Linked DNA regions of Mus musculus: region 2 is linked to region 1. The links are chromatin contacts, called in public ChIA-PET maps. All regions are on one chromosome and are shown on one strand. Each heading gives the region's core, a stretch centred on a gene start, on an enhancer-like site or on the middle of the called end of the contact. The rest is flanking DNA. Distances are from core to core; before and after follow the strand shown. Region 1 has its middle 16 kb from the start of Fbxo27. Region 2 overlaps Ryr1 (ryanodine receptor 1, skeletal muscle).

What was found. ChIA-PET counts read pairs in DNA pulled down with a chosen protein or histone mark.
Region 2: a contact with region 1 is called in an RNA polymerase II ChIA-PET map of memory CD8 T cells, with 5 read pairs. The contact joins two enhancer-like sites. A contact is called at or near these places in 2 of 115 datasets of contacts at active chromatin or transcription factors (bone marrow-derived macrophages and memory CD8 T cells).

The regions. Positions count from the first base shown.
Region 1 is chr7:28,675,614-28,678,817 of GRCm38.p6, reverse strand. No RefSeq gene overlaps it. Among named protein-coding and RNA genes, the nearest start is that of Fbxo27, 16 kb to the left of the region's middle. Within about 2 kb of position 1,482, at least 44 of the 459 cell types and tissues checked have an H3K27ac peak or open chromatin away from gene starts, as enhancers often do. A contact at or near this core is called in memory CD8 T cells, where this site is marked.
Region 2 is chr7:29,023,804-29,027,007 of GRCm38.p6, reverse strand. Ryr1 (ryanodine receptor 1, skeletal muscle) reads left to right here. Exons shown (of 106, transcript NM_009109.2): 90 at 2,664-3,005. Among named protein-coding and RNA genes, the nearest start is that of Gm38979, 4.2 kb to the left of the region's middle. Within about 2 kb of position 1,652, at least 70 of the 459 cell types and tissues checked have an H3K27ac peak or open chromatin away from gene starts, as enhancers often do. A contact at or near this core is called in memory CD8 T cells, where this site is marked.

The DNA of each region.
Region 1 (3,204 bases), core at 233-2,732:
TGCAGCACTTTAACCTCTCCAGTTCCACTGAATCAGCCCGTGGTCCAGCAGGTGTGGAGGAATTCCACAATCTGAAACAAACAGAGTATGGCTACATATGCTGGAGGCAGAATGACTGATATATAGCCCAGGCAGGCCAAGGCTGCACAGGAGACTCGGTCTCAAAAGAGACCAAATGAAAACAAGACTGAAAGCAGTTGAGGCAAAATAGTAAAGTTTTATAATATAATTGACAGATATGTGTTGCTGAAATAATATGTCCTCAGTGTTTCTTAGAACGAAAACAGTTTTTAAAGATTTGGGTATGGTTAATTTCAGTGTGTGATGATTTTTTTTTTATTTGCAACTTAAAAAAATAATTCTGTTTCTGGTTAACTGTTGTTGTTAACGGAAGCGGATCAACCCAGGATATGGGTTTTGTACTTAAAAGGTTACCTCGAGAAAGACTTGGGGCCACACTGGGACCCTGAGCACCCATCGCAGTCACCAGACCATTAATAAAGATTTTCTATTGGCTTAAACGCATGCTCAAGCAGTCTTCTCGGATTGGTACTCCACGACAGGTCCTTGGGACCCTGTCCCTCGGTCCTCTTCCTAACAAGTTCTATTATTTTTCTTTTCTTTTCTTTTTTGTTTTTGTTTTTTTGTTTTTTGAGACAGGGTTTCTCTGTATAGCCCTGACTGTCCTGGAACTCACTTTGTAGACCAGGCTGGCCTCGAACTCAGAAATCCGCCTGTCTCTGCCTCCCAAGTGCTGGGATTAAAGGCGTGCGCCACCACTGCCTTTTTCTTAATATAAAGCCGAAAAAGGAGATTTATTCAGTGTGGCCACATTTGGGAGAAGGACAAGTGACCCAGGGAAACTGTTTTGGGGCCCCTGAAGCGAGATTAAAATTTAAACAGAGGCCAGAGATCTGCGCTTTTGAGCAGTCTTCGTCAAGGTGTGGCGCAGCTGGGGCTGACACGGCCTTGCCTGTGCTTCAGGCTCTTCCTGGAAGGGGGTGGAATCTCTCCATGGAGACAAGGCTCCGCTCTGCCTAGGGCTTTTCCCTTCTTGCAGAAGGAGACTCCTGAGGAAATGTTCATTTCTCTGGGATCCAGTGTTTTTTAATGGTCTGACAGACTGAGAGACGCAAGGGTCTCATTAGAATACATTTATTCCTGCCAGAACAGAACAAGTCCCCACTTTTGGGGGTGGGGGTGGGGGTGGGGAGAGGTTCTCGCTGTCTTGGAATTGACTCTGTAGACCAGGCTAGCCTTGAACTTGCAGAGTTCTGCCTGCCTCTGCCTCCTCGGTGCTGGGATTAAAGGCCACATTGGCCAGCTGAATTCCTCACTTTCTATATGCCTATGTTGGGAACAAATGTAAACGGAATACAAGTAGGGATTAAGGGCTGAACCCGCAGTGTCAGGTGGTGAGCAAGCGGTGTTTCCATAACCGCTTGGCCCACCTCCCAGCTCAGCCCCTCCCACTCACCTGGGTTACGGACACTAGTTTAGATCATTTACAAGAGTTACCGCCTTTGTTCTCCGTTTCCTGTTTAAGGAAGTGAAGAATGTAGAAAAGATTGCAGGCTGCAAAAGATTTTAATCTAGAAATTCTCTAGTGGGACCTGTAGAGGTGTGGCTTGCTAGGGGTGTAGCATGGGTGGGGGTTTAAAAATATGTTTTTGTTTGTTTGTTTGTTTGTTTGTTTTTCTTGCCTCAGGACGCCTGCCTTTTTTCCAGGTGCGGATTGTAGGTCTTATAATTTTGGTCGTATGCATGATGAGTCATGTCTAGGCAGGAGCTGATCAGTAGAGGCTCTTCTCTCCTAGTATATACATGGACCTAGAACTGATTCAGGCTGCCTGGGCTCATGCTCTCTAGTACTAGATCTGATTGGTTGCAAATTAGTCACACAAGAGTTGCTGGGGAAGAATTGGGTCGGACTTTGCCAGGAAGGGATTGTGTGAAGGTGTGCACAGGGTGGGGGTGGCGTATCCCCAAGTTGCTAAACTATCTCTGCAATCTGTTGCTAGACTATCTCGGTCTCTGTCAACAGCACCCTTGCTGGCTCCCCTCTGCCGGCCCTAGTGGTAGCGACTAGGAATTAGATCGGCCCTGAGACCAGTCAGTCAGGATGGCACCCTGAGACCTCACCTTGGACTGTTGTAGCTGAGGACATTGACTTCCTAAAAACAATAGAGACAAGGCAACCTACTGTGAGCAGCTTGGCATTCACTTGGTCCCTCTTCCTCTTCCACACTCTTATCTAGATATGTTTTGTCTGTCTGTCTGTCTGTCTGTCTCTGTGAGGGTGTCAGATTCCCCTGGAATTGAAGTTACAGACAGTTGTGGGCTGCCATGTGGATGCTGGGAACTGAACCCGGGTCCTTTGGAAGAGCATCCAATGCTCTTAACCGCTGAGCCATCTCTTCAGCCCCTCACAACCCTTCCTTAAAACACCAAACAAAAAGTCAGAAACAGCAATCCACTTTTGTGATGTTCCCTACTGGACTGCTCGGGTAACCTGAGTTGTTACTGTGAGGCCCCGACTTAAAGTGTTTCTCCAGCCCCTGAACGGTCCCCAAGCTTGTATTCCCTGATCTCTAAAAATACAGCCAGAAAGAAGCTCTTTGTTCTTTATAGCCAGCAAAAAGCCTTTTTGTTTTTATACCTTACAACCAGAGATGCGATAATTGTAAAAAGACCTAGCCAGGCGCTTGCTTAGCTCCCTGTGCCAAGGACACGGAGATAAATTCCACAAAAGAAGAGCTACAACTCACTCCCTACTCCTCATGCCTTGTAATTTTACCAAGGACACCGGCCAGAGAAGAGCCGTAGCCAAACTCTTCCCAACTCCTCCCAATTCCTCACTTTTCCTTTAAAAGCTCCCTATTGTGACCGCTAGGGGTCGAACTCCCCTGCCCTGTGCAGCGCATGGACTTCATCCTCAGCTAGCTGACAATAAAGCCTCTTGCAATTTGCATCAGGTGTGGTTTTCTCTCGAGTATTTGAGCTGCCTGGCAGCTCATCCCGGGACTTGAGCCTAGGTCTTCCCAGTTTCGGGGGTCTTACATTACCTTGCTATGGCTCTCTGGAACTCTGTCTTGGTCCCTCCACCCTCTCACCCCCATATGTCCTACCCCTTATCCCCCATCCTCCCACCGCTGTGCTCCGCCCCAACCCCGCCATTCAATAAACCCGCGTTACTTTTGCACT
Region 2 (3,204 bases), core at 403-2,902, 350 kb before region 1:
CTACTGGGTGTCAGCCACTCCCTTAATCATGAGAGCATGCCAGTGAGCAAAATAGCGACACCCTACTCAAATCAAATAAGCTAAACACAGCCTGTGAATGGGGTGGCTGGGAAAGGCCCTTGTTGGGGAGGAGATGCTGATGTTGAGATTTGAGGAGCGCCACATGAAGGTGGACGAGAGAGTAGTGTCCCTGGCAAACGGACAGCAAGTAAAGACTGGAAAATGGGCAGGCAGGCAGGCAGAAACGCAGTGAGGTTACAGAGGTGGCCCGGGGGGAAAGGAAGAGGCAGAGTCTCGGAGGGGAGTGGCAGGCTGGTGGGGCCTCGGGGTGGCTGGCAGGACCTGGGGGCAGATGGCGGGGCCTAGGGACAGCGAGTGGGCTTTGGCATTTAATGTGTATGGTACGCAGTCAAGGGAGGTTCTGAGCAGAGGGCTCAGACCTGGAGCAGGTTTTTTCAGAGTCCCTCCCACTTTGCGTAGAGATAGGGGTGCCTCGGGGAGTCCCCTGTGATGGTGGGAGACAGAGGACGCGGGACCACAGGGAGAGAGAAGACACGAATGGGCCCTGCATCTGTTCTGAAAGCAGAGCTGAGAGTTCTGCTGAGGAATCTGATGTGGGCAATAAGACAAGAGACAGCAAGCAGATATGACTCAGAGATTTTAACTTAGGCATGTTGGGTGGATGGGGGCTGCCACTTTTGAAATGCATAAGGCTGGGGAGCTGGGGCAGTTTGCCTTCTAAAGTTCACTTCTGGATTCAAATGTGATCCTCCATGCCTGTAATCCCAGCACTCTGGAGGTAGAAACAAGAGGGTTGTCAAGAATCCAGGGCCAGCCTGGATAAAAAGTTGCAGGCTAGCCGAGGCTACATACATAGTAAAGACAAAATGTATCAAATGTCACATGGGTCAAGATTCTGGAATGTGGTCAGAGCCCAGATGGGACACCTGGCAATCATATGTGCACCGTGACATTGGAGCCTGAGATCCCAGTGTTATCTCATGGGAGGTGGAAAGCAAAAAAAGATGCAGCTCTCAGACCCGCCCACCCCACCCCACTCCAGCCGTTCCAGGTCTGGATGTGAAGGTGACTCCTGCGAAGCAGGTTGACTAACAGTGGCCAGAGAAGGTGTTACAAAAGAAGGCACATGTGTATGATGATCCCTGGGGCCCTGTGTGAGGCAGGTGCCACTCATCACGGGACGGAGGATGCGGCAGGGTGCATGATGAGAAGTTCCTGTGTGACTGAGTCCCCTTGCTCTGTGGTTTTAGAGCCTTTCATGATTTGCAAAGCCTGTTACTCATTTAGAAAGCATTTTGCAAAGCCCTTGGCTTTTCACAAAGGACAGCCCGGAGCCAGGAAATTTCGCTTCTGTTTATACCCCAGAGCTGCATCTCTCTGTCTGCATTCTGCAGCCCATCTGTAAGTCAAGCTGGAAGCCCACCTAGTAAAATATGACCAGCATCTTTCAGTATAAACAGAAGGCTGAGGACTGTTGCATAGCTAAAGTCAGAATTGAATTGCCTCTTGAAATTTTGTTTTGGTTTTTGGTGGTTTTTTTGTCTTTGTTTTGTTTTGCCCTGGGTTTGGTCCCAGAATTGCCTAAACTGGGCATGGTGCTGCATGCGTGTAATCCCAGCACTCAGAAGGCTGAGGCAGGAAGATTGGAATTTAAGGTCAGCTTTGGCTATGTAGTGAGTTTCAGGCCAGCCTGGCCTACATGACACTTTGTCTTAAAAAAAAAAAAAAAAAAGCAAAAGAAAGGAAACAAGACAAGACAAAAGATAACAAACAACAAGAAGCTAACATTGTGGCAAATGCCTTTGATCCCAGCACTCAGGGGGCAGAGGCAGGTCTGTAGTTAGATGCAGGCCTGGTCTACAATAATGGGTTCCCAGGCAGCCAAGGCTACATAAACCCTGTCTCAAAAAAGCAGGATCAAAATTATTTTTTAATTTAAAAAAACTCACCATTATTACCTGGGAGCGGTGGCGCACGCCTTTAATCCCAGTAACTAAGAGGCAGAGACAGGCGGATTTCTATGAGTTTGAGGCCAGCCTGGTCTACAAAGCAAGTTCCAGGGCAGCCAGGGCTACACAGAGTAATCCTATCTGGAAAAACCAACACCAACAATAAAACAAAACAAATACCATTATTTTACCAAGAGCATGGCGGCCTTTTACGTTTCTGTTTTGGGATCAGAGGCACGGACCTCCACACCTGTTTATACAGCACTGCAAACCCATCACGCATCTGGCATCTGAGGCAAGCATCCGACCAACGGAGCCTTTTGTCTTATTTTGTGGGATTTTATTGTGTTGTTGTTGTTGTTGTGATTGTTCTTGAAACAAAGTCTTACTATGTCATCCTGGCTGTCCTGGAACTCACTATGTAGACCAGGCTGGCCTGGAACTCTCATGGAGACTGGCCCTGAACCCGGCTGGCCTCGAACAACTCACAGAGATCGCTGCCTCTGCTTCTCAGGTGCTGGGATTAGAACAGTACACCCAAACTTTTGCAAGTAGTTGTTACTGATGCTGAGGCCCTTGAATTCACTCCCTCTCTCTCCTCCCCCTCATCCCCCCTCCCTCCCCTTTTCCTTCCCTGCTCCCCCTCTTCCTTTCCCTCCCCCTCTCTCTCACCTCTCCCACCCACCTCCACAGGCCATGGACAGCCAGAAGCAGTTCACTGGCCCAGAGATCCAGTTCCTGCTCTCGTGTTCCGAAGCAGATGAGAATGAGATGATCAACTGCGAAGAGTTTGCGAACCGCTTCCAGGAACCAGCACGGGACATTGGCTTCAACGTGGCGGTGCTGCTTACCAACCTGTCAGAGCATGTGCCCCACGACCCGCGCCTGCGCAACTTCCTGGAGCTGGCTGAGAGCATCCTGGAGTACTTCCGGCCTTACCTGGGCCGCATCGAAATCATGGGCGCATCGCGTCGCATAGAACGGATCTATTTTGAGATCTCAGAGACCAACCGTGCCCAGTGGGAGATGCCCCAGGTCAGTAGGCCTTGCGTGTTCATGAAGCCTTGGTACCCTGAAAATCCTCTATGGGGCTGTATACACCTTCAGTGTCTGCACCTAACCTACCGGGCTCTGACAAGCCCAGGCCCCTCCCCCAATGTATTGACCCACCACATCTGGCTTTGGCTGTTCTGGGAATCAAACGCAGGGCTTCCTGCATGCTAGGCAAACTACC